Linked DNA regions of Mus musculus: regions 1, 2 and 3 are each linked to region 4. The links are chromatin contacts, called in public Micro-C and promoter capture Hi-C maps. All regions are on one chromosome and are shown on one strand. The core of a region is the stretch at or near the end of the contact, and the rest is flanking DNA. Distances in the headings are between cores, read along the strand shown. Region 1 holds the start of Lrif1 (ligand dependent nuclear receptor interacting factor 1). Region 2 holds the start of Slc6a17 (solute carrier family 6 (neurotransmitter transporter), member 17). Region 3 overlaps Strip1 (striatin interacting protein 1). Region 4 holds the start of Kcna2 (potassium voltage-gated channel, shaker-related subfamily, member 2).

Evidence for each region. Promoter capture Hi-C pulls out the DNA fragments that hold promoters and counts their contacts. A called contact is a pair of places that touch in the nucleus more often than the background predicts. Capture Hi-C pulls out chosen DNA fragments and counts their contacts.
Region 1: a promoter capture Hi-C map of pancreatic islet shows a contact between it and region 4. The contact joins the promoter of Lrif1 here to the promoter of Kcna2 in region 4. A contact is called at or near these places in 2 of 115 datasets of contacts at active chromatin or transcription factors (CD8 T cells and thymocytes) and 1 of 9 other capture datasets (pancreatic islet).
Region 2: a contact with region 4 is called in a promoter capture Hi-C map of embryonic stem cells. The contact joins the promoter of Slc6a17 here to the promoter of Kcna2 in region 4. A contact is called at or near these places in 2 of 39 promoter capture datasets (both in embryonic stem cells) and 1 of 115 datasets of contacts at active chromatin or transcription factors (embryonic stem cells).
Region 3: a contact with region 4 is called in a Micro-C map of palatal mesenchyme, with 2.1 times the contacts expected there. The contact joins the enhancer-like site here to the promoter of Kcna2 in region 4.

The regions. Positions count from the first base shown.
Region 1 is chr3:106,717,750-106,723,970 of GRCm38.p6, forward strand. It overlaps Lrif1 (ligand dependent nuclear receptor interacting factor 1), which reads left to right and starts at 3,933. Exons shown (of 4, transcript NM_001039488.1): 1 at 3,933-4,357. The coding sequence starts at 4,296.
Region 2 is chr3:107,514,193-107,519,712 of GRCm38.p6, forward strand. It overlaps Slc6a17 (solute carrier family 6 (neurotransmitter transporter), member 17), which reads right to left and starts at 3,826. Exons shown (of 12, transcript NM_001293689.1): 1 at 3,414-3,826.
Region 3 is chr3:107,611,229-107,617,434 of GRCm38.p6, forward strand. Strip1 (striatin interacting protein 1) reads right to left here. Exons shown (of 21, transcript NM_153563.2): 16 at 5,584-5,710; 17 at 5,280-5,380; 18 at 4,533-4,599; 19 at 4,087-4,191; 20 at 3,367-3,571; 21 at 1,304-2,238. The coding sequence ends at 1,991. Among named protein-coding and RNA genes, the nearest start is that of Gm10961, 17 kb to the right of the region's middle. Within about 2 kb of position 1,928, at least 17 of the 459 cell types and tissues checked have an H3K27ac peak or open chromatin away from gene starts, as enhancers often do. A contact at or near this core is called in palatal mesenchyme, where this site is marked.
Region 4 is chr3:107,098,461-107,104,215 of GRCm38.p6, forward strand. It overlaps Kcna2 (potassium voltage-gated channel, shaker-related subfamily, member 2), which reads left to right and starts at 3,107. Exons shown (of 3, transcript NM_008417.5): 1 at 3,107-3,299; 2 at 4,724-5,051; 3 at 5,485-5,755. The coding sequence starts at 5,645.

The DNA of each region.
Region 1 (6,221 bases), core at 2,683-5,182, 380 kb before region 4:
GACTCAGCTCCATTTTACTTCCTGGTGCCCCTTTAATACTCAAACCATATATTTTATACTTCCCCTTCCTCATCTTGCTATGCTTGTTTAAAATGCTCTTCATGAGATTTAACCAGAGAACAAAGTCTATGATGGGCATTTCTGAGACTTCCTTTGTCAATGCAATTATCCGAGTCTCTTCACCTTAGCCTCAGGCAGATTCTTAAGACAAGGGCAAAAACTAGCCACATTCTTCACTAAAATACCACAAAAATGGTCCCTAAGCCACAGATTGAAATTCTCACTGAAGCCTCCTGGGCTAGGTTCACATAATTTAAATCACTCTCAATAACAAAGTCTTCCATATTCCTACTAGGATAGCCCATTAAGCCCATTTAAAGGATTCCATGGCTTTCCAAATCCAAAGTCTCAAAATCCACATTCTTCCAAATAAAAGCATGCCCATGGATGCTTCTGGTTGGTGGCTCAGTTTCTGGAAGCTCCCTGGAGTCTGGGTTAGTTGAGATTGCTGATCTTCCTATGGAGTTGCTTTCCCTTTCAGCTTCTTCAGTCCTTCCCCTATTTCAACCATATAAGTCTCTGATTTCAGTCCAATGGTTTGGTGTAACAGTCAGCTGCTGGTAGAGCTTATCTGAGAACAGCCATGCTAAGCTCCTGTCTGTAAGCACATCATAGCATAGTAGTATCAGGCCTTGGTTCCCCGCACAAACATCCCCAGTGAGATGCATCCCAAGTTGTGACAGTCATTGGACCTCCTTTAATTCAGTCTCTTCTCCATTTTTGTCTCTGCTGTTCTTTTAGATAGGAACAATTCTGGATCAGGAATTTTGACTGTGGGTTAGTTAGTAACTCTGTCCCTCCACTTGAGGCCATGTCTTATCTACTTGAGGTGGACTCTTTCAGTTACCTTTCCCCAGTGTTGGGCATTTTGTTTGAGGTCACACCCAATGAGTCCTGAGAGTGTTTCACCTCCTAGGTCTCTGGTACTGATACTCTCTAGAGGGTTCCCCACCTCCCACTCCCTGAGGCTGCTTATTTCCATTTATTCTCTAGGCCCTATGGGCTTCTCCCCTGTCCACTTCCCCCTCAATATTTGATCCCGTTCTCCTTTCCCTCCTCCAGTCTCCCACCCGTATCCTTCCCCCTTCAGAGTGGGGTTGAAGTCTCCTCATTTGGGCATTTCTGCTTGTTATCTTTCTGTAAGTTGTATCCTAGATATTCTGTACTTTTTGGCTACTATCTACTTATCAGTGAGTGAGTACATACTATGCATGTCCTTTTGATCTGAGTTACCTCACTCATGATGATATTTTCTAGTTATATCCATTTGCCTGAAAGAATCATGATGTCTTCATTTTTAATAGCTGAATACCATTCCTTTGTGTAAATGAACCACATTTTCTGTATCCATTCTTTGGTTGAGGGACATCTGGGTTATTTCCTGCTTCTGGCTATTTTTGAACATATTTCATTTGAAGATGATTTTTTAAAACACTCAATAGATCTCACCAATGTACATTAAAACCCAGCTACATGTAATGATAATTACTGAATATATATTTTGCAAATTAAGAGTGAGAGACATAGAATCTTCAGACAAACAACCTAAATTTAAAACTTAGCTCTACCAATTACCAACTGTGTAACTTCCAGAGAGTTGTTTGCTCTTTCAATGGCTAGTTTCTTAATTTCTTAATTTTTTGTATAATGATTTTACTGGGTTATTTTTGCCATAAATGAGTGTCTATTTATAATGCACATATCAGTGCCTAGAATATGCTATTATGTATACATTTTGTAGAGTAATAATAGGTAAGAGGTAGTAATTAAAATCATGGGAAGGGATATTATCAGCTGGGGACAAATAGTTTTAGAAAATAAGAGAAACAAGGAATGAGAACTCATTTATTTAATAAACAGAAATGGACCCTTATAACACACCAAGTAGATCAAAAGTTAGAAAGAAAAGCATATTGCTGTTTCTTCAAGAGTGAGAGAATAATGATGTTGCTGACTAAAGATTTTAAGTGTGAGATAAACTGCATTAATTGTAATAAAGAGCTGCAAGAATTGTTTAATAAGCATGTAGGATGCTATGATCCAACTCCCAGGATTTTCTTCTGATGTGGCTATGGTCTTATTATTATAGTACTTGGACTCTTGCCAATAGGCATGCCTCAAATATCAGCCTCTTTCCATAATTGCCTTGGCTACAGAATTCTTTCTTAAATGTGGGAATGAAACTCCATTTTTCTTTTGGTCACAGCATGGGTGCAGTGACTGATTATTATAAGCATAAACCCTCATGTTTTCTTCCTCTACAGGAAAAAGTTTGAGGGCTATTTCAGAATTGGACTGAGGCAGAGAAGATTTTTGTTGAAATGTATCTCAGGCTAATTTCTCTCTCTGCCAAATTTTTCTTTCACTGAAACTGATAATCTAATAAACTTCTTGTCCTCCCAACATCTGGATAGCACAACCTGTGATAATTAGTCTTGAAGCTTTAACCCAGATGAATAAGAAAAGCCCGACTGGAAAATATAATCAATAAATGGCAATTGATAAGATAGCAAACAAGGTAGGCAGCCTCCCAAGTGCCGTACCCCCCCCCCCCACACACAACACACACACACACTTAGACACACACAAACTCTTAGAGAGGGTTCTCACTGTATAACCCTGGCTAACCTGAAACTCACTTTGGTGACTAGGCTGACCTCAAATTCAGAGACCCACCTGCCTCTTCCTGAGTTCTGGAATAAAAGGTGTGCACAGCAATGTGTAGCAAAACGCATTTGATTTTTTTGTTTGTTTGTTTTAGTTGTTGTTGTCATTGTTGTTTTTTCCTAGTAACTTTGATTACATAGACAAAAGATGCCATAAAGCTTGAAAGCATTAAGGTCTGCCTATCTTTCCTGATGTCTTTAGTATGAGAACAGGGTACTTTATTGTCAAATAAATGTGCTATACAAAAATAGGAAAATGATACTTTCTCTTGACATATCAAAACCTGAAGTTCTTAAAAATCTTTAACGTTTAGCAGTTAGGGGTATGAGTAAACCTTTCTTCTTCCCTTTTTGTGAGACTAGATTTCATGTAGTTCTTGATGGCCTTCTACTAAGTAGCCAAGGGTGATCTTAAAGCCCCTATCGTCTTGCTTGTACTTTCCAAGCGCTAGAATTGCATATGTGTGTCACTAAGCCTGGTAATTCCATTTTTAAATAACCATATAAACCTTCAAATTGTCTACCTTATCAGTGTCCTGAATTTGAACACTGCAGCATACAAGATTGCCTATGTCAAATAAAATTTTATCTTTGAAAACACTTTCATAATATTCCACACCTAATTAAACTATAATTCCTCCTACCCATTAAACAGTATGATCCCAATTCTCAAATAGTCATTAACTGCAGGACTCTAGAGAATTCTTAGAGCTGGTTTCTGGAAATTAAGAGTTTCAAAAAGTTTATACAGGGGATTTAATGCACAGACACTCAAAGAATTGAATACATGACAGTAAGATACAGTTTTAACTGAGGTGTTAGTGTGGGAATGGAGAAAATGGTTAATCGATTAATGTAGAGCAAAACTTCAAGAAACAGAAAAAAATAATCACTTCTAGCCATGAGAAGGGAGATAAAGGTTTTCAACAATTTATGGCAACTACCAAATGCCTATCTGTGTCTACTGAATAAAACTGCTAAGGAGGACATTATTACATTGGCTTGCAAAAGCGCATGTACAAGTGCAGACAATTTAAGCCTGACACCGGAAGTATTTCATTTCATGTAGGCAGTGAAAGCACTTTCTCTTTTAGTTCCTCCTTTGATCCGGAAGAAGAGACCTCAACCTTCGCTGTCGATTGGACCACGTCATAAGGGCGGGGCCATGGCGATCCATTCGCCTTGGTAACCATATGTGACGTAGCTGTATGCCTAGGATCCCTGGCTCTAGGAGCTCGGTTTTAGTGGGCGCAGACTCCGATCAGGCCCTGTCGTGGGTGGTGCTATTGATGCCACGCCCCCCACGTCCTCTCTGACTGGCTGTGATGCGTCACGTAGCCAGAAGAGACTCGCCGGAAAACTGTGAGCTTGCCTGAGGTAGGAGTCTTCCGGCTTCTACAGCCACTTCCCACGGAAGCTGGGGGAGCCGCCCTCTCAACTATCTCCCGTCACACCCTTCTGTTCGCTCGCCTCAGACGCTGCCCTTCCACACCCGTGCTCTGGTTCGCGCCTACTTGGGGACGCTGTCCCCCCAGTATTCACTGCCCTATCCCCTCCCACCCATCTAAAATGTCTAATAGTCTCCAGAGCGTCATTCTGAAAACCGCAGAGGAAAAGTCAGGCTCGCGCTGGTAAGTACCAGTTCCCAGTTCTTCAGGCGCCCGCCCACACCCTGTGACTTAGGTTGTCATGGCCGCGTCAGCTGACGTTCAGCCGCGCGCACCGGGTGCTAGCTGCGGGGATGTGGGAGCACAGCGCCATCACAGCACACCTCCTTACACCGCACCCACTGCACACCAGTGCAGAGCCCTTGGCTCCCAGTCCTCTCCAAAATGTAAAGCAGCCCGCGATTACAACGCAGCTACCATCTCCTGGCCCCCAGCGCGCCCTACGCCACCCGCTCGAATTTCATAGGCGGAACAAGTAGATACCCACGGAAGTAAAACCAACTTGGCGATGCTCCAAGAATCTCAAACACTTACCAAAACACCCATCGTGGATTAGCAAGTGCAGCCCCGCGGCGCTGTAACTTCAAGTGAAAATAGTCCCATTTTAATGTACTTAGAAAATGTGTTCTAGAACAAGGGACTTTAGTATTTGAAAATTTCAACTAATATGGAGAAAAGTAAAAACTTGAAATGTGTTTTTCCAGGTAACACATTTGAAACGGGTCTAAAAGGGGTGCATCTCATTGGTTGTCTCTACAAAGGAACAGTTGGAACACTGTATGGCTCTGGTTAGGTAGGAAACTCACTATAGCCAGGACTGTCCACAATACAGCCTGGGTTTACCTCGTGTTAGGATTACAAAGGGTTCTGACAGTCTTTGGTTTGGAAATGTATCACCAGTAACATTTTTCTTTTAATTTTGTGTTAATCCAGATGAAATAAAAGCAGGAACAACAGAATATTCCTTAAGGAACAATTCTTTAATTTATGCTTTCCAGAGTTAATGAGTGCTTGTTGAGAAGCAAAGATTAGTAAGTCTGTAGAAGGTAAATGAACAACATAAAATCTAAGAGCAAAACTGATGAAAGGGGATTGTGGTTGAAAAAAGAAAATCTACCTGGTGTTTATTGCAGCTTTGTTTGTTACCATTTATGAGACTAATGTTTCACTTTCTAATAAAAATAATGGTATCAGGGAATATTTTGATAACAACAGAAAAGAAATAATTTAAGAAAGAAAGGATTATTTAAATATTTGCTCCAAGTTTAAGAACATGAATTTGTGTCCTGTTTCTAGGTTTCTTTTAGTTACAAGTATATACAAACCCAAATTGCAATGAAAAACCAATAGTGATTTTAAAAAAAACACACACACACATTTTCCTTTAAAACAATGCTCTAACAAAAACAAGTGACCATCCTGTGTCAGCCTTGCCAGTAGCTGAATCTTTAGGAAGCTGTTACTATGCAAGTACCCCCCCCAAAGTCATTAACAGTAACTAGTGAGCTGTTAACATAGAAAGAACTGTTATATAGCAATAGAGACGGCTCTTTGGTAGTCTGTATTTTGTGGAAATTTAAAGATAAATTGTATCCTATACAGAGAAGCAAAAGTAGAAGAAATGCTTTTTAGTCAATAATTTTATATGTTTTACCTGTATATGATATATTATAGATGATATAACTTATGTGTTTAAGATCATATTCTTTTCCAGTCCTATAAGATTAAGTGGTGCATTAAAGTTTTTTATTATGCCCTTGGGCTCTCTTTTAAACACTTTCTAACAATTTTGGCAAATTTTTAAGTCAGAAAAATATCTTAAATTCAATTATGTTTTGGTTACTTTCAACTTCTTTAATTCATTGGCTTATTTTCTTGTGCCTTGTTATATTTTCATGCTTTTATTTCTTAAATTTTCTGATATCATAACATATTCGGAGTAGTATTGTCATAGAGAATATTTATTACTTAATGTATGTAATTTAATCAAGCATAAAAATAGGAAACTCAGTTTTATAAGAACAATGCAAAAATCTGTATATTTGCA
Region 2 (5,520 bases), core at 2,576-5,075, 420 kb after region 4:
GCACAGCACAGAGGCCTCGATAAAAACTGGGTATTATCTATGTGTGCCAGCCACAGCATGGAGTGCTGCAGCCCAGAACTACATTTTCCCCTCCTAAAAGCATGTGTGTGCTATTGTACACTTGTAATCCTGGCACCTGGGGAGCAGAGGGGTCAGGAATTCAAGGTCATTCTCAGCTATTTGGTGAGTGGGAGGCCAACCTGGGCTACATGAAACACTATGTGAGAAAAAGAGGACAGGTATAGAAGAGAGAAGGGGGAGGTACTGGAATGGAATGGAAGGCAGCAGGCATTTCCCTCAGAGCACTGCCTCATTTGTGTTCTAGGACAATATACCAACAATCCAGGGTTGTGCTTCCTTCTGACCTCCAGCAGCCTGGGACAATACTCTGGGGACGCTGGCAGAGGTCTGTTTGTTTTGTTTTGTTTTATTTTGTTTTGTTTTCCTACCCTGATTCTCAGATGTTCAGCTGTCAGGATTTCTTGCAGCATAGCCTGGAAGCTAGTGATAAGTTAGACTTTGTCTGGGGATTTGGGGGTTGGGGGGGCAACCACCTTCTTTTGAAAACTCTTCTGCAGCTTATCTTAGCAGTTTTAAGGGATTAATGATGACTCGTCCAACTGCAGCAAAACTGAACAGGAGAGTCTGGGGTGGGGGCACCAGGCAGGAGGCTGCTGCTGCTCTGGAATCCTTTCATCTCTGTTTCTATTGGATGTTTCCAGACAAAATACGGAAGGCATTGACTTCTGAGTAAACATGCAATGTAATCACACACACACACACACACACACACACACACACACACACACACTTTCAGTAGTCAGTTGGAGTCTCATGGGTCAACCTGGACCTTTTCTTGCTACCTTAGGGATCTTATGATCTGTGTAGCCCTGGCAGTCCTAGAACTCACTCTGTAGACCAGGTTGGTCTCAAACTCACAGACATCTGCCTCTGTCTCCGAAGTGCTGGGATTAAAGGTGTGTGCCACTACCTCCCAGTCATGTTCTTCATTCTTAAACCGAATTCATCTTAGGTCAGCCCTAGATTGGGGACTTTATAGAAGAGAAGGACAAGAAGCCCAGAACCCCTTAAGAAAGTGGGAGATCCATTCTCCTCTTTCCCCTCTAGAAAAAGCAAACCTCAGTTCTGCTGAGCCTTTCTTTTGAAGCTTCTAACTCTGCTCTAGATAAGACATGTAGGTAGGGAGATGGCAAGACATCTCCAAACAAAGAGAAAGAACCCCTGAAGTCTACTCAGCAGGTACACCAGCCTGGGAACAGGCCACAGTCATAAATAATACCAGTGAGTCAAGGTCTCTCTGCTGGAGTCATCCAGGAGCTATTGTAAATGCTCACACTGCTCACCTCACACAAGCCTGCTTCTTGTTCCAGCTTCCCCTTCCAGAGGAGACCTGAGAGTTGGAGTTGGCTCCATTTGAAGTTGAGTTGTGGGTTCAGTCATACAGAGTCTTACACACACACACACACACACACACACACACACACACACACACACGCACGCACACCATGCTCAGAAGCATAGCTGAGGTGAGGGAGATCATCTCTGGCTGAGATCCATAAGGGAAGAGGTGGGAACCCAACATCGGGGTGGCACCTGCCATGTCTAGCACTGGCCACAAAGTAAGAAAAATGGTACCAAGAGCATCCTCCTTAACAACTTTGAAAACAGATGTTCCAGGATGCAGTGGCTTGCTCAAGGTCACCATGTTGGCACATGATGGAACATTAGGCCAAACTGTGACCACAAGCACGGGACCCCTCTGCAGCCTGGTGGTACTCACCATCCCCATGGGGACAGAGTTCAACAGGCCCTCCTTAACAGCAGGCAGACTGAGATCTACTCTGAAGACTTGGCTACCCCTACACTACCTGCAAGCTCAGGCCATTCCAGCTCACGAGTCCTGCTAAAGAACTCCAAGGAACTCACAAACAGCTGACACACGACTCTGTGTGACTCAGGCTAAGCCAACTCCAATCAGAGCTGGTGGGCACGATTCCCCTCCTGCACTGAGTCACCAAAGGCTAAGCTGCAGAAATTCTCTATTCGACTCAACCACCTACTTAGCCACAGCTGCTCCATTAGAGGAAAAGGGAACACAGGAGCTAAAACCTCTGATGGCCTTGTCCACAGCCAAGGGCAACCAGGTGTGACCTGAAAGTCCTTCTCTCCCAAGAGATGGACCTAACTTACTAGATGGTATAATGTGAGAACCGCGGGAGGTGCAAGATGTTTAAGCTCCACATAGCCCACCAAAATAGATACTAAAGTTTTGGTACCGTTTTTTATGGAGCCATTGCAGGGTTTTCTCAGTCCCTGGCAGTTTTTTTGTTAAAAGGGCAATAACAGTCTTTCTTCTTCATCCCCACTCAACCCAACCCAATCCAACCTGCTTCTTGTTCACAACTGAACTGCCTCCCATAGTAGAAATTTCCTAATTCACATGTCCCATTAAACTATTTCTAAGGAGGAAGAGAAAAGGACAGAGGGAGAGAAAGGAGGAGGGAGGGAGGGTGAAGAGAGGGAGGGAGGGAAGTTTTCAAAGAATAAAACCCACTTGACTGCTACTGGGTCCGAGTAGCCTCAAAATTGAACTTGAACACAAGATAGAGCTGTTTGGGCTTTTAAAGAGGATGAAGCATCAGGCTTCCTTCTCAGGCGGCCGCGCCCCTAGGGGAGCAGTCCTGACGTACTGCGAACATCCCTTCAGAGCCCTGTCTGCACAGGTTTAAATGTGGCGGAGGCCTCTCTCCAGACAGCTGGCCCCTCTAGACTGTGGCCCCCAGTGCACATCACCTGTCTCTGCCTTTCGGTCCCCAGATGTGCTTCCCTCCTGGGAGGAAGGGCTCTTCCACTCTAGCCCCAAATTCACTGAGGAGCAGCCCCAGGGCTGGGAATTAAATCTCGGGCGCGAACGTTCTGCTTCTCTAGCCAATGTTACCGTCAAGGTCACGGGCCCGTGGCCGAGTGTCTGAGGCTGGGGTCTCCAGCAGCGCCGGAGCCTCCCCGTGGGGCTGCGCCCTAGGCGCGCTCCAGGCGGAGGGACCCACCGAGCTGGCCTCGCTGGCTCTTCATTAGTGCTCGCCTCTTCAGCTGTCCTGTTACCTCCGGAGTTCTGGGGCATCCTGAGCTCCAGAAGCTGAAGCTCAAGTCCAACCTGTGCAGGAGCTGCCGTGCACCCTTGACGCGCCAGAACGTCGCCGCCCCGGGCCTCCGTCGCCAGGCAACGATGGCTGGAGCGGCAGGAGGAGCCCCTGAGCCAGCGCAGGTCGTGTGGACCCAGAGAAAGCGCCGCCTTGCACGCTTTCAGGCCTTTCAGGCTGAGGCGGGGCCGCGCAAGCAAAGTTGCCGTGGCTGTCCCAGGGATGCCATTCGGGGAGCAAACAGCGACTCACCTGTCCCGCGTGGGCCGTCGCGCGGACTCGGCCCCTGGATTTCCGCCGAGTGGCCGTGGTCCCGGACGGGTCGTGGGTGCACCGTCCTTCCCGAGGGCAAGGGGAGTCAGGCAGCGACAGGCCCCAGCTGGGGCTGGGGGACCTGGAGCTGCGCGCGCCGGCGCACGCGACTCAGCTGGCTTGTCGCTCCCTCCGTCGCCGTGAGTCCCAACCCTGCTCCCGCCCTCCGCTCGCTCGGGGCTCTAGGGAGCCGCCCCGGGGCTCAGATCCCGCCGCGGAGGGAGCGCGTGGCTGCGAAGGCCCCGGCCGAGTGCCGTCGTCCCCGTGCCCGGTCCGCGTCGGCTCTGCGGAGCGGAACGGAGCTGGGCGGAGCGCGGCGCGCGCTGTTCCCTCGCTTTCCGAAAGGCCACCCTGGCGGCGGGGCGCCGTGACGCAGGCTTGACTCACGCGCGGGCCCGCGTCAATGCGAGGCTCCCCGGCTGCGTGCGAGGCTCTGATGGCGGACCCAAACAGAGTGGTGGGTAGGGAGCAGGAGAGGGGTTGCCGAAAGAAGCCTCTTGAGATCCGAAGGCTCTCTTTAGGCATCTGCTCTCAGGAAAATAAACTGCCATGGCCAAAGGCCTCCTGAGCCGAGGACCTCACCTGTCATTACAGACTCACCTTCTTTTGACCCTCTCAGGATTCCAGTCCCACTCAGTGGTTATTCTTTCCATCTCTACGTGGATGGTGCCTCGATTCCCACCTTTGGCTGCCCCTTCCCCCTGGCATTCTTCCATCCTATCACCCCACAAGGCCAACCTCTACACAACTCAAAAACCTGACAGATGAGTCTAGTGAGGGCAGTAAGAGAGAGGGAAATTGTGACTGGGTACCAAACAGGTGTTGAAGGATGCTGGCCCCAAGGGATACGTAGACAAAATGAGGAAAGGCAGCCATTGTGGAGGGAATGTATTTATTTGCTCAGGGTGAATGCAAAAGTGTAGACTATGTGCATACAAGTGGTTGCCTGAGCAGAAACAGCTGGCGAATGACAAAAAGTGACAGGGCCTGTCTGGCTAGAAGTGCTGTTCGGGAGTCTGAAATAATTGTCTCTGCTCTAGAGGACCTTTGGTATTTCCAAACAAGTACCTGTTTGGAAGGGGTGGAGGAAGTGAGATCATGATGGAGACCAGAAGCAAGTACTGGGATAGTCTGTACTTCAGTCTAACTAGCTGGCTGGCCACCGATTTATGGATGATGACTGAAGACACAGAAGCCCAGGGGCCAGAAACAAAGCACATGTATTGCAAGTGAAATGATTCAGATTCGGATCAGTTTCTCAAGTCCTGTGGGAGGGCTTCAAGTTTAGGGAAGCCTAAATGTTTTATAGTGGACTCTAAGAAAACTCACAGGTGATTTGCCCCTACAGAATTTTTATCATAATGAACAGCAAACAACACTTCCCTCCACCTTCTCTGTTCTCTGAAGCAGATCGCTATGCAAAGATCCACCAGTTTACTGTGCAAAGATCCTCCAGTCCTTACTGGAACAAAAAAAAAACATCAGTTCCTTGGCCCGTGAGACATCTGGACATGAAAGATACCCATTGAGAATGATCTCTGCCAATAGATGGTTCTTTTAGTTAACAAGTATTTAGCAAGTCTATTGTTTGCTGAGCACTGTTGCAGTCCTATGGATGTTACAGGGAAGACCCATCATGATCCCTGCCCTCACAGAACATATGTTCTGGTGGACTTAACCAGGAAATCAGCAGGATGGAGGTACACCGAAGGAAGAAGTGAGTAATGTAAGAGGTGTGGAGGAGGTGAACAAACCCAGTGAGACAACTGAGATGCAGAGAGGGGGCGAGAGGAAGGAGAACCTCAGATAAAGGTGGTTTTAAGGAAAGGAGTTTTAGAGTTTGTGTAATGATTGCAAAGAACTTTTGAGCCCAGTGAGCCTAAGTTTTTTTAATCTAGATTGTCATCACTTACATACCCTGAGTAGGATTTATAACCTAATGAGCCTAACGGTGCATACTGTAAGAAAATGCAATCCTATACAGTTGCTGTTATGATCACATAAGATGATTATTTTAAATTATTTGATGTCACATGTGCTTGATAAA
Region 3 (6,206 bases), core at 678-3,177, 510 kb after region 4:
GGACCTGAGTCTAAAGATGAAGGCACTCATCTGCTCTGGTTCACTGGCCTCGTGGTTTTTGTTTTGTTTTTCTTCTGCAAGGAAGAAGAGAGTCTGGGAATGACTGCAAAGAAGAGCGGGAGAGGTCAAAGCACCAGGCTAAGCAATTTCAGAGAGCTGGATGCATGCTGGATTAAGAATGTAGAACCCACCTTCCTCAAATAGAAATCTCAGCATCTATACTTCTTGTTCCAGCATGTAGCAGCAGATCCACCATGCAAACAAGAGTGGTGAGACTCCACTGTCCTATGCAGGTTACCGTGTGGGGAAAGAGTCAGCTACAGGGACTTTCCAGCCCATAAGGCTATGTGACTTTCATGTTCTGACCCTTCCCCCTGGCTATTATTAACCATGCCGCCACATGAAAGCACATCCCGGCACTTAGCAGGTTGCAGACCCAGCAGGCACTGTATCTAAATACCAACAAAACAGGCTTGCCCTGGAACATTTCCTTTCTCAGTCAAGGCTCTCCTTTTAGAGATTTAAGATCTCATACATACGGCCTATAGGGGACTTCTAGGAATTACGAAAAAGAACAGTCCTGTCACTAAAGTCACAAGGAGGTTAAGCCTGAAGAAAGGAGCCTGAGGCTGCTATCTGAGCCAAATGAGGTTCTAGGACTTGAATGGATCTGTTCCCCTTGTTTCTCCCTTAGCCATAGGAGACACCTGCACTCTCCATCACTCTCCCACCATGAAACGGATTCCTGATAGCTCTGAGCACACAACTATCCTCTGTCCCAACCAACTTCACTTAAGCCTAGTACTAACTGGCTTGGCTGAGGACAGCTGCGGCGCGTCATCCCGAGAAACTTGACGTCTCTACTGAAACTACAGCAAGCCTAGCAGTCAGGACCCTGATCCTCAGCAAACCCAGAACCCTAAAGCAATGTGCCCAGACTGATGTGGGCCGACGACCAAAGTACTAACCCCTCCTTCCCTCTACAACAGGTAGAAAAGGCAGGAAGGCAGGCAGGCCAGAGCTTAGCCGGGTAGCCTGTCATGCTGGGGAAAGGGATTCTTGAGAGAACTGATCATTTTCAGGCCATATTTCTCAGAGAGAATCTCACATAGCCTAGGCTGAACTTGAACTATGTAGTCAAGACTGACCTAGAACTTCTGATTCGCCTGCTTCCACCTCTCAAGTGCTGAGAGTACACGTGTGTGTACCACTACCCAAGGCTTCTTTCCTACCAGGTAGGCACTCTAGTGCCTGTGCTGCATCCCCAGTCCCCAGAGCCTGCATCTACACACAAGGCAACACGGACAGTTTTGCTTTCTTTTAATGTAAACAGAATACACAAACACAATAAAAACCCCACCATGACACCAGAGATCACACAGAGTTTTGTATATTTACAGGTCATGGCAACCGAGAGGAAACCGGCACCTCTGGCTTCAGGAAGCCTCACTCCACCTTTGACCACATCCAAAACCAGGGTGCAGAGGCTGTGTGTCCATCACTTCTGGACAGAACTCAGCAGGATGCTGGGATGGCACGAGATAGTCCCAGAGCACAGCCAAGGTGCTGACTCTGTTCTTGGCCCTCAAGCGGACCCTCCTTCCTGACCAGCTGACATTGCCAAAGCTGCCCAGGAGTCTGTGGGACCTCACGATACAGCTGCTGTCGAGAAGGGATGCCAGGCCCGGCTCAGCTTTCCCCAGCCTAGGGCTAACTGTGAAATGAGTTTCAATCGATCATATCCAAGAGAGGAGGGTAGAAGCTGGGCAAGTGGAGGGAGAGTAGATCCCAGCTTGGAGATGACAGCTCCTGAGTAGGATGCTGGGAATCAACCAGAGGCTAACCTGGGTTCACTCACAGGCCCAGGGCAGGCTGTGGAGGACTCAATGGAGCTGTGCTGCCACCTGGAGGGGAACAGGAGCACTGCAGCAATGGTGAGGACAGTCCCTCAGGTATGAGACAGACAGATCATGGTCTTTTCCAGCCCTCTTCACTGCAGCAGCTCTTCCCAGGAAATGGGCTTAGAGAAGACCTCCCTCTCTAGCCATAGGTCATAGTTCATCTGGAAGTCCTCAGGAAGATCTACCCGCTGGCCCAATACGCTCTGCAGGCAATTGTCCACTGGCAAGAAGTCAGGGTTGCTGTGGGTCCGGTCATAGCGCCGGGCATTGAAGCGTTCAATGTTGGCACGGAGAGCACACTCCTCTGCCTGGAAGTCCCATGGCCGGGCATCAAGATCTGGGGCAAAGCAGAAAACTCGGTTAGGAGTCAGCCCTATAGCAGCTCCCCTTGAGTAGGAGCGTGATTTTAACCAGAAGATCATCTCCAAAGCCCATCCTCAGGAGAGGATAGTCAAATATAAGGAGAAAATCCTTAACTCTGAGAAAGAGACTTGTTCCCCCAAAACATGTCGACAGACAGGAGAGTCCTGGAAAACTCGTTTTTAAAGCACAGTCTCCCCTTGGTTCTAGATGACAGAGATAACTCCGAGACTCCATCATCTGCTCCTCCTCTCACCTCCATGACAAAATGTCATGCACCACCTTGAGCCCAGATGCCAGGCATAGTCACAGAGTGATGTGACTGCGACAGTGTAACACAGCAACACCAGGTAAACAACAGTTAGACTGGGAGGATGTAGATATCCAACAGTCTACAGAGGCCCAGGAACAGGAGGCAACATGGCTAGCGCTCAGGGACCAAGTGTAGTTTCCCTCTGTACCTGTACAGTCTATTCTCAGGCACAGAGGGCACACTGGAGAGCATGGGCATCTGTGGCTGCTGGGATCTGCAGAGCTCCTGAGAGCAATCCTCAGCTGGTACTGAGGTTTCATACTCTGTCCTGGAGTCTTGGGTGTGACAGAAGCTGGGTACCAGCACACAACGGGCTTGAAAAGAAAGCTGCAAACTCTGGGATCAGGCAAGTGAATGATTGCCCCTCCTGTCTTAATGTTTAACTTCATTCCTATGGGAACTAGAAAGCTAACAGGAATCTTACTCAGGGGCAACAGCATAGGATGGGTGTGTTGAAAAGATTACAGGAGCCAAATCTGAGGCCAACAGTGGGGAGAAACTAGAGGCAGAGCCGGTGAGGATCTATAGATTTAGGTAGCTGCAGTAGGGATAAAGAGGGGATGGAATCTTATGGCAATTTCTGGAAAAGACAGGATTTAGAGTGGAGGGACAGAGAAACAGATGAACACAGATACTGAGTAGCTTCCCAAAGTCTTGCCCAGAGCCACTAAAACTAGATCCCGGCCCTGCTCAGTGCCTAAGGGCAGAGAAAACTAAGGTACCACAGGCAAGGAGTCAAGTCATCCCTTGTCCTACCCTCTCCCACTCTTGCGGCGTCATATGTGGCCTCACCATTGCCGTACGCCCAGTCATCGTTCAGCCGGTGCCGCACCTTCTGGTAGATGGCAGACATCGTCTTCATGTTGCTCTTGCGCCACTGTCGCCCCAAATACTTGGTCTGCACCTTGAGCAACTTCAGCACGTAGAGCTGCATCATGGCCTGCTTCACCTTAAGGGCCCGCTTCAGGATGGGTGCCGACTTGAACACCACCAGCATCTGGGCGGCCATGGTGGCGGCCATGGTGAGAAAGCAGTAAGTGTGAGTGCCACTACATGGTCACTTAGCACTTCTGGGGTAGCAGACAGGACCACAAGCCATGCAGTTTCTCTTGAACTCACTGGTTCACTGGCACCTGAAGTGTTAGGCACTAAGACAAGCAGAGCTATAGCAAACCACTAAGGTTGCAACCCTAATTATGGCTCACTCTGTAATCTAATCTCTGAGAACTCATGGACCTTCCTTGTTCCAAAGCATTGCAGGGCTAAGGTGGCTCCTGACTCCTGCCCATCACTTCCCACCCAGGATCAGAAAGATCAGAAAGTGTCTGTGGTTGAGGGTTTGTTTCAGGGCATGCCTGAGAGTCTCTTCCAGCTTCTGGTTGTACTCATCAGAGAACCAGAAGTCTGCAGACCTGAACGAGGACGATGCTGCCTGGGAAGCCCCACCCTGAGGACCACGTCCCAGGTGAGGCGGGCACGGCATGGCCCAGGCTGGCTGCAGCACCAACTCACCATGGTTCTCGAGTGTTTCCACTTGGTTAGCTTGTTCAAGATCCGAAGCAGATTGATGCAAGAAAAGAGATTCCTCCAGCAAAACTGGTTGTTGTCACCAGCTTCCTGCAGGGAAAAGCCAGAGACAAACACAACTATCACGACTGCAGGCTGCTCAGCAGCAGTGTCCAAAGGCCTTGACTGATTTCAATGATTCTGTCACAGAATGCCCCGGACTTCAGTGGGAAGATGTAGGCAGCTTGAGTGGGCAAATCCTAGGTGAGCAGCCCTGACTAACCACACAGCCAATCCCCAATCGTTCTGCTCCGCAGCGTCCTCTCCCTGACTCTATGGCCATTTCTGGTACTTTAAAAGCCAAAGGTGACCTCTTCTGGAAGACACCTCTTTGTGTTGGGGGAGGGAATGCTCATACCAAAGGGGTAGGCAGGGAGATCTGGGCCACTCACCAGACTCTCTGCAGTTAGCTCTGGAAGTTCGTTCACCACGCAGTGAGGGTAATCCAAGACGGAAATGCTACAGAATGCAAAAAGACCAGGTGCTCACTGTGAGCAAAGGCTGGGTCTGCCAGAGCAGACGTGATGAGCTGAAGAAGAAGGAGCAATGTACCTCGCTTGCTCTAACCTGGTTTCCCTGACTATAAGATGAAGAAATACCTGCTATAAGATGGTATGTACAGTTGCTCTGTGACTCAAAAAGCTTGTAATGTAATTACTAACTGTGAGGGGTGGAGACACTATTGCAGCTTTTCCCTTCACATGAATCTGGGAGGTAGGACTAGAGACAAATGATTTATGCCAAGCCCTCTTAGAGGCCACAGCTAACTGGATTCCCTTGTGATGTCTCACACTGACAAGCAGGTGCTACCGGGTACAGTGGGTACAAGGAGGCTGTGAAGAGTCCACGAGAATCATCAGAGAAGGCTTTACAGTACACAAAGCCAAGCTCTGTACAGAGACCTGGAAGCAGAAAGGGAGGAAGGATAGAAGTGGCAATTACAGAGCCTAGGGTGAGAGCCTCCTGGTCACTAGCGTAGCTAATCCCATAACTGACACTCTGTCATTCATTATGTCTTTTTTGAGGCCTGGTAGATAGATGTTTAAAGAAAAAGTCTGTTCAATAGTCTCAGTGGAGAGGCAGCTGGAAGTCTTGCCACCTGTCTACACCACCCTTTCTTGGTCTCTGGTCCTTATCACCTGTTCTTGGCAGTGATGTAGGACATGATGTTTTGATTGAAGAACTTCAGGATCAAAGGGATGCAGTTGGCAAATACCAGGTGCTGGGCCATGTATTCAAACTGAAACCAACAGAAGAAAAATAAGCACAGCCCTGGTTCTCTTTTGTCTAGAGATAAAAAGCCTTGGCTGGAGGCCCTCGTGTTAGAATGCTGTGCAGAGGTCAAGTGGGCTCGGAAGTGAAGCCCTACTCTCTGGGCTAGGGGAGCTGCACTGCCAGAGGCCCCGCCCAGCGCACAGGAAGGAAGGCAGATCCTGCAGGTACCTGGTAGATGTGGTTCAACTTAAAGTGCTTGAGCAGCAGCAGCAGCACGGCAGAAATGGCCTTAACGATGACCTCTTTGTGGCGGTTCACATCCACCCCCAACTTCATGCTCTGCAGTACTGTGGTGCTAGGAACACAAGCGCCTGGGTGAGTTACCAGCACACAGTACCTCCTTCCCAGGTGTCCACAGAGGAGATGGGCTTCAGAACCCTCTGGCAAAGGCCTACGATCCACAGACACCTCGGAGGCCAGCCTTAGGGTTCTATCTCCCAAGTGATCCAGCGGGAACAGCTTCTTTCATCTCGCCAATACACACTCAGTCCCTTTCTCTGCTTCTCCTCCAAAACTGAACTTCTTTTCTTTTCCAAACTCTCCCTAAGCTTTGGCCACTCTATTAACCTGAGTTCCCCAAAGTATATTCTGTGGAACACCAGTATGTGGGGAAATTCCACTCTACAGTGGCGGGGTGGGGGTGCTGAAGTTAGATTTAGGAAGCACTGAATTATACCTGTTTCTTAATTCAGGACTTCTCACTGCAAATCTTCAGAAGAAACACAGTATTTCTGGGATTATCAAGATGGCCTAATGTTCTGTGAACCTCCCTCTGGTATGAGCCAATCCCT
Region 4 (5,755 bases), core at 1,857-4,356:
ACATAACCATTGCCCCGCCCCCAAAGAAATCCCCTGGCAATCCATCTCCCATGCCCTCCCAGGACTTCCAGCCATGCAGCTGCTGACTGGCTTCCTGTCTTTGAAGATTACGGTGCTTTGAATCTTCCAGCATGGTAGATAAATGTAGCTGCATGGTGACTCTGACACTCGGTGTGATTACTCAATAATTGCCTACATAAACTCTTCTTTTAATGAGTATAATTACTTGCCACTCCTAACAGTGGTCACCACAACGTTTCCCTAAAGTCAAGGCCTGGGTCCCATGCAGGAAACCAGACAAACGGGAAAGGAAAGGTCTGGGTGGGCCTGGGGTGTTTCACCAAGGAAAAGGAACACAGGTCGCTCTGGGTTTTCTTTTGGAACCAAAACTAAGAACTGCAGACCCAAAAGAGGAACTATCAAATCAAAGCCTTTCTGGCTTAACTTACCGGTGGAACTAGTTAGCTCTCCACTCCCTTAGGTTAGCCCGTCCCACAGTGAGGGGGCTTTGCTTTCCTTTTTGACAGATCAGGAGATTAAAGCTCAAGGATTTGGGAGTTCAGGTTCTCACAGCTAACAATTGTCTATGCTGGGAACTGGATCCATGTTCTCTTTCCTACTATTCTGTTCCCAGCCCTGATACTATCAAATGTGTCCAGAGAGTGACCGTTCAGGACAAGAGCTGTTGCCATAGCCTTTTCTTCTTCTTTGCCTTCATTAGTTATTTTTTTCCATTGTCATTCACACTTAGGTCAGACTTTAAAGGAAAGAGGGAAAGTGGATGTCATATGAGAAGACAAAAGAAAAGTGGAGCCCAGAGGAAAATCCCAAAGAGAAGTGAAATTCAAAGATACTTGTCATTAACACACACACACACAGGCACACGGACTTATACACACACACACACACACACACTCACACAGCCATACACACTCACAGGGGCATACAGACACTCACAAATACATGAGAACATACACACACCCACAAGGGGACACGCATGCACATGGGCACACATATGCACATGGACACACACTCACAAAGATACATATACTCACACAGGCACACATACACTCACAGGGACATACACACACTCACAAACACACAAGAACATATAGACATACACATAGGCGCACACACACACTCACATGGGCACACACATATAGGGGGGAATCCGGATCCCAGGACCCCTGGAGTCACAGGTATCTGATTCAAGACCTAGAGCCACCACGTCTTGTCCTTGTGCAGGTCACTTCTTTCCCTCTGCCTCTGTGGCCCATCCAATGACTAGTACTGACAGGCAAGTCACAAGACTATGAGGACTGAAGGTTGGGCTGGGTCACAGGAGCTCAGCACAGCATCTGACACATGGTAAGCACAAGCCACCAATTACGATGATTACTAATTCTCCCACAAGGGTTTCCTGCTCTCCATACCTTTTGTTCTATAAATAAGACAATGAAACTATAGGCATACTCTTTAGTGGACATAAGCATGACAAATGGGAGAAACAGAGACCCTCAGGGGAACCATCCAGAAGGAGTACATAGCTGAGCACTGTAGGTTGTTTCTGCTGAATAGCTGAGACTACGGTAGAAAGCAGGATGAATAAGAAACACAGCCCAGTGGTTAGGTACAAAGAGAAACACAAACGGAAGCCTAAGAGATCTGAGAGCAGACAGGGCACCAGAAACCATTGTTTTTTAGGTGATTGTTAGAGATAAACTCTTCATGCACAGTTTACCACTGACAGGTTGCTTCTTCTGCAGCAAATTTACTTATCCAATAACTTGACAGAAATTGAAGTTTGAATTTGGCAAGTGAAACACCCAGGCTAGACTCTGGATCCTGCATTGACAACCGATCTTCATAGCCAATCTTCCAGGAGCCAGAAGCCAAACGAGTCTGGTCTTACAAGACATTGATTTCCCTCTAAGCCCACCAAAGCCTTCTAGCTTTGTAGCTCTAGGTAGGGTCCAATCTTTCACCCACCTTATAGGCTCCCACTGGGAAATGGCCGAATCTCTTAGAACCTTCCCTTGCAGGGAAGCAGGCTTTCAGAGTTTCTGATACTTGCATAAAGAGAACTGTCTTAGCAGAAAGGGCCAGGGAAGAGTCTTTCACACACCAGAGCCCCTCTGAACATCAGAGCTCAGAAGTTCATTTCAATGAGTCCCTCTGTGGAGTATCCGTGTAGGCGGTTCTGACAGGGGGCCTGCAGAACTGTACTAGTGAAGGCTTGGAGCTTTTGCAAGGTTTGCAAGCCAATCTGGACCCCCTAAAACACTCCTATCCCCAACCTAAGCCAAGAACTTCCTATACAAATTATTTCCGAGGCAAAGGGCATATCCTGCTCTACCATGCACCCCCACGGTGAGATCGTGGGCCAGCTGGTGGTGTTAAGATCTGTGAAAGGGCTTTTGTAAGGAGCCTGCTCTCCCAAGGGCAACTGTGTGTCCCTCCGCCCTCTCTGTCCAGAGCCCTGGGGAAAGGAAGTCAGAAAGGCTAGAAGCCAGTCCTGCAGTTCTGTTGTTCTGCAGTTCCCCCCAACCCCCACCCCGTGGGGGGCAAAGACAGCAGTGAGTTTCTGCTACACTGAGGCCAGGCCCTCACCTGCTGTATTGTCCTGGGAAACCGAGTCTGTGCTGGGTAAGAGAGAGGTGGGGCTCAGGAGTACTGAAGGAAACGGGGATGCAGAAGCAGAAGGCAGGAGTGGGGGGACTGGGGTCTGCAGATTCTGTCTGGCAGCATCTTAATAATAGCAACACATCTCCCTCGGGGCTGGCTCGCGCTCGGGCCTGGGATGGTATTGATCAGTTCATCCTGCCTACTTCATTATGTTGGCAAGAACCTCTCAAGCGCTCCTCAACTTCTACCCTCTCCCCTGTCTCCCGACCCAGGCAGTACCCAGCTGAGCTCTGCGCGGAGTTTTGTTTGGTAAGCTAGGTTTTGTCAAAGAATGGGGTGTTTTCTTTGCGGTGGGGGTCCGGGACACAGGGATCTAACCCAGTGGCCAGCTTGGCGGCGGCGGCGAGCGACACACCTCGCTAGCTCTGCCCCAGCCGGCCCCTTTAATTCGAGTTCGCTGCGGGGCCAGGTGCGGCGCTGCGTGGCGCGGTGCGGCGCGGTGCGGCTGCGGGCGGCGGCCGGGCGCTCCGTACGCGCCGCCCGCGGGACTGCAGAGTCGGCTCCCGGCTGGCCGCCCGCACCCCGCCGCCACCACCGCCACCGCCCGCTGTCCGGGTTCTGCCTGTGCTGGCTGCCACCCAGGAACATGGAGGCTCTGGTACCCATCTGCAAGGGTAAATCAGTGTCCGGCATTCTGCTGCGCATGCTGCCATCCCTGACCGGCTGCAGCGCCCATAGGGGCTGCAGGGTACCACGGTAGTCTGGGTGGGCGAGGTGGTGCCGACCCTTGATGTCGGCCTGAAGGGCTGTGGATCCGCACCGGCTGCGTGGGACTTAAGGGGGAGACTTGTTCCTGCAGAAGAGTGCATGGAATGGGCTCGGGGACCCTGTGGTCTGTGCGTGACATAGGGCGGAGGGCGCAGATTGGAGCTGGCGGGTGATGGGAAGTGCAGCTGACTGCATAGCCACCGCTGGTAAATAGTGGGTGGGTAGGACCCGAGTCACTTGGGTCCTCCTGGTTGCATTTGCCTCTCGGCAACGGAGTAAAATGGGCTTCTCTGCAGTCTCTTGTTTTTTCCACTTGGCCGGGGTGGTGGGCTGCCGTGAAGCTCTCCAGCCTAAAAGGAAGCTAGATCTGGAGCAGCTGCCTGGCGACGCCTGCTCTGCACCCTCAGAGTTCGGGCTCCTGTGTTTCAGGTGGAGATGGAGTCTTGGTGGTCCCTCGGCTGGACCTCGCAGGCACCAGCTAGGCTGCCCTCCGGCCCGCAGCGGGAGCCCACCGCACTGCGCAGGAAGGGGTTAAGGTGGCACACTCTAGCGGTCCGGCGGCTGTGGGCTCCGGTCAGCCCAGCGGATTCCGGCGGGAGCGCGCCCGGCGGAATCCCGGCTGGAACCCCGGGCGATGGGAGAGGGCCCAGACCCCTCCCCGGCTCTGGGGCCAGCGGGATTGGGTCGGCGGGGGGCCAGCCCGGAAGCCAGCTTTCTCTAGGCTCCCCCTCTATGTGAAGCCAATCCGCCCCGCAGTCAGGCAGCTTGAGCGTTTGTTCTGTGCTTCCCTGCCGAGATGTGAGGGATTTTCTCTTGGGAAGAAATCGGTGGTCGAGTGCTTGCCCAGCTCAAATGCCACCCAACCCAGAGCAAGGCCTGAGGCCCAGGGATCCTGGAGGGAGAGTAAGTTCAAGCGACCCCTTCTATTAGGCATTCTACAGAGGCAATCTTGCTGCTTGTGGGACCTCTCTAGCTGGGAAGGAGTGTGTGTTGTGGAGGAAGGATTGCTTCTTTACCAGGACATGGCTAAGGTCAGAGAGGAAAACCCTCCCTCTTGGGAGATATGTCTTCTGACACCAAGAAAGCTGGGTCGCTTCTGTTGGCAACTGAGGTCTAGGGAGAAAGTGCTTCAAGCTGATGGGAAGGGAAAGCTTATGGTTATCCAGGAGAGGTTAGGAAAAGGCTCCTGTGGTGGATCTCATTCACAAGTGTCATGGAAAGTAGATGTGGGGGCTTGTCACTTGCCCTGAGGGGATCTGCCAGAGCCCTTAAAAGTCTTGGTCTCAGCTGCCTGGAAGCCTTGGTCCCACCTTGCTGCTGTGTTTTCCAGGCAACGTCACACCTCCGGAGGACAGCCAGGAGGACTCAGGCTTTTGCTGAGCTGTGCATCTTGCCTCCTTCCTTCCAAAGGCTTCAGACCCAAGCTCCACTCTCCTCCTCAAGTCGTGGTGCGCGCCCCTGGCCAAGCATCTCACTGTCCCTCGAGCCCCATCCAGTCCTAGAGCACACCTCCAGGACCTGCCCTCCTGCTCAGAATGACTCACCATTATTTCCAGCTCAAGTGAGAAGATGTGACGGGGACTGAGCTGCCTATTTGTGTATCTGTGCCATCAGATCTGCTCTTCGAAGAAGAGTACCTCAGGCTCCTGCCTGGCCAGGTAAATCAAACAATCACTTAGTAGCAGTCATATAGAGGCAATGGGGGTGGCATCAGTGACCAAGGCCCAGGTCCCAAACACCCTACCATGAATACCTCCTTTGGTGCAGGTATTGCCAAAACATTAGCACAGTGCCTGGCAGAGGGCTCCCTTCTCCACTCCTCCTGTGCAGCTATGTCCCCAGCATGTGTGTGGTACCCAAGATCCTGTCTCAGCCGCCTGCCCCTAGCGCAGGCCATTCTATAGCTTCCTTGAAAGATTGTTTGTTCCCTGAACCCTACTGACCCCTAGACAAGTGACAAGGTGATAATAGTTTTAGTGGCAGAAGTGATGGTACAGTCATGTTTCTGAACTCTTGGGGACATCAAGTGCACCTCCTGTCAGGTTGCCAATGACTGGTGATCTCATGTCCTTACCTGCCTCTGTCTTTCAGCCGAGTGGGGCTGTGTCTCCAACTCACAAAGGGCTCTGGGGCTTTCCTGCAGAAGCTCAGACTTATGCTTCTGTGTTTCCTGGGGCCGTTATCAGCACCGAGTTCCCTGCTGCAGGCAGCTGGAAGGCATTAAAGTAAAGCACACTTCTCAGCCCCAATTATGACAGTGGCTACCGGAGACCCAGTGGACGAGGCTGCTGCCCTCCCTGGGCACCCACAAGACACCTATGACCCAGAGGCAGACCATGAATGCTGTGAGAGAGTGGTCATC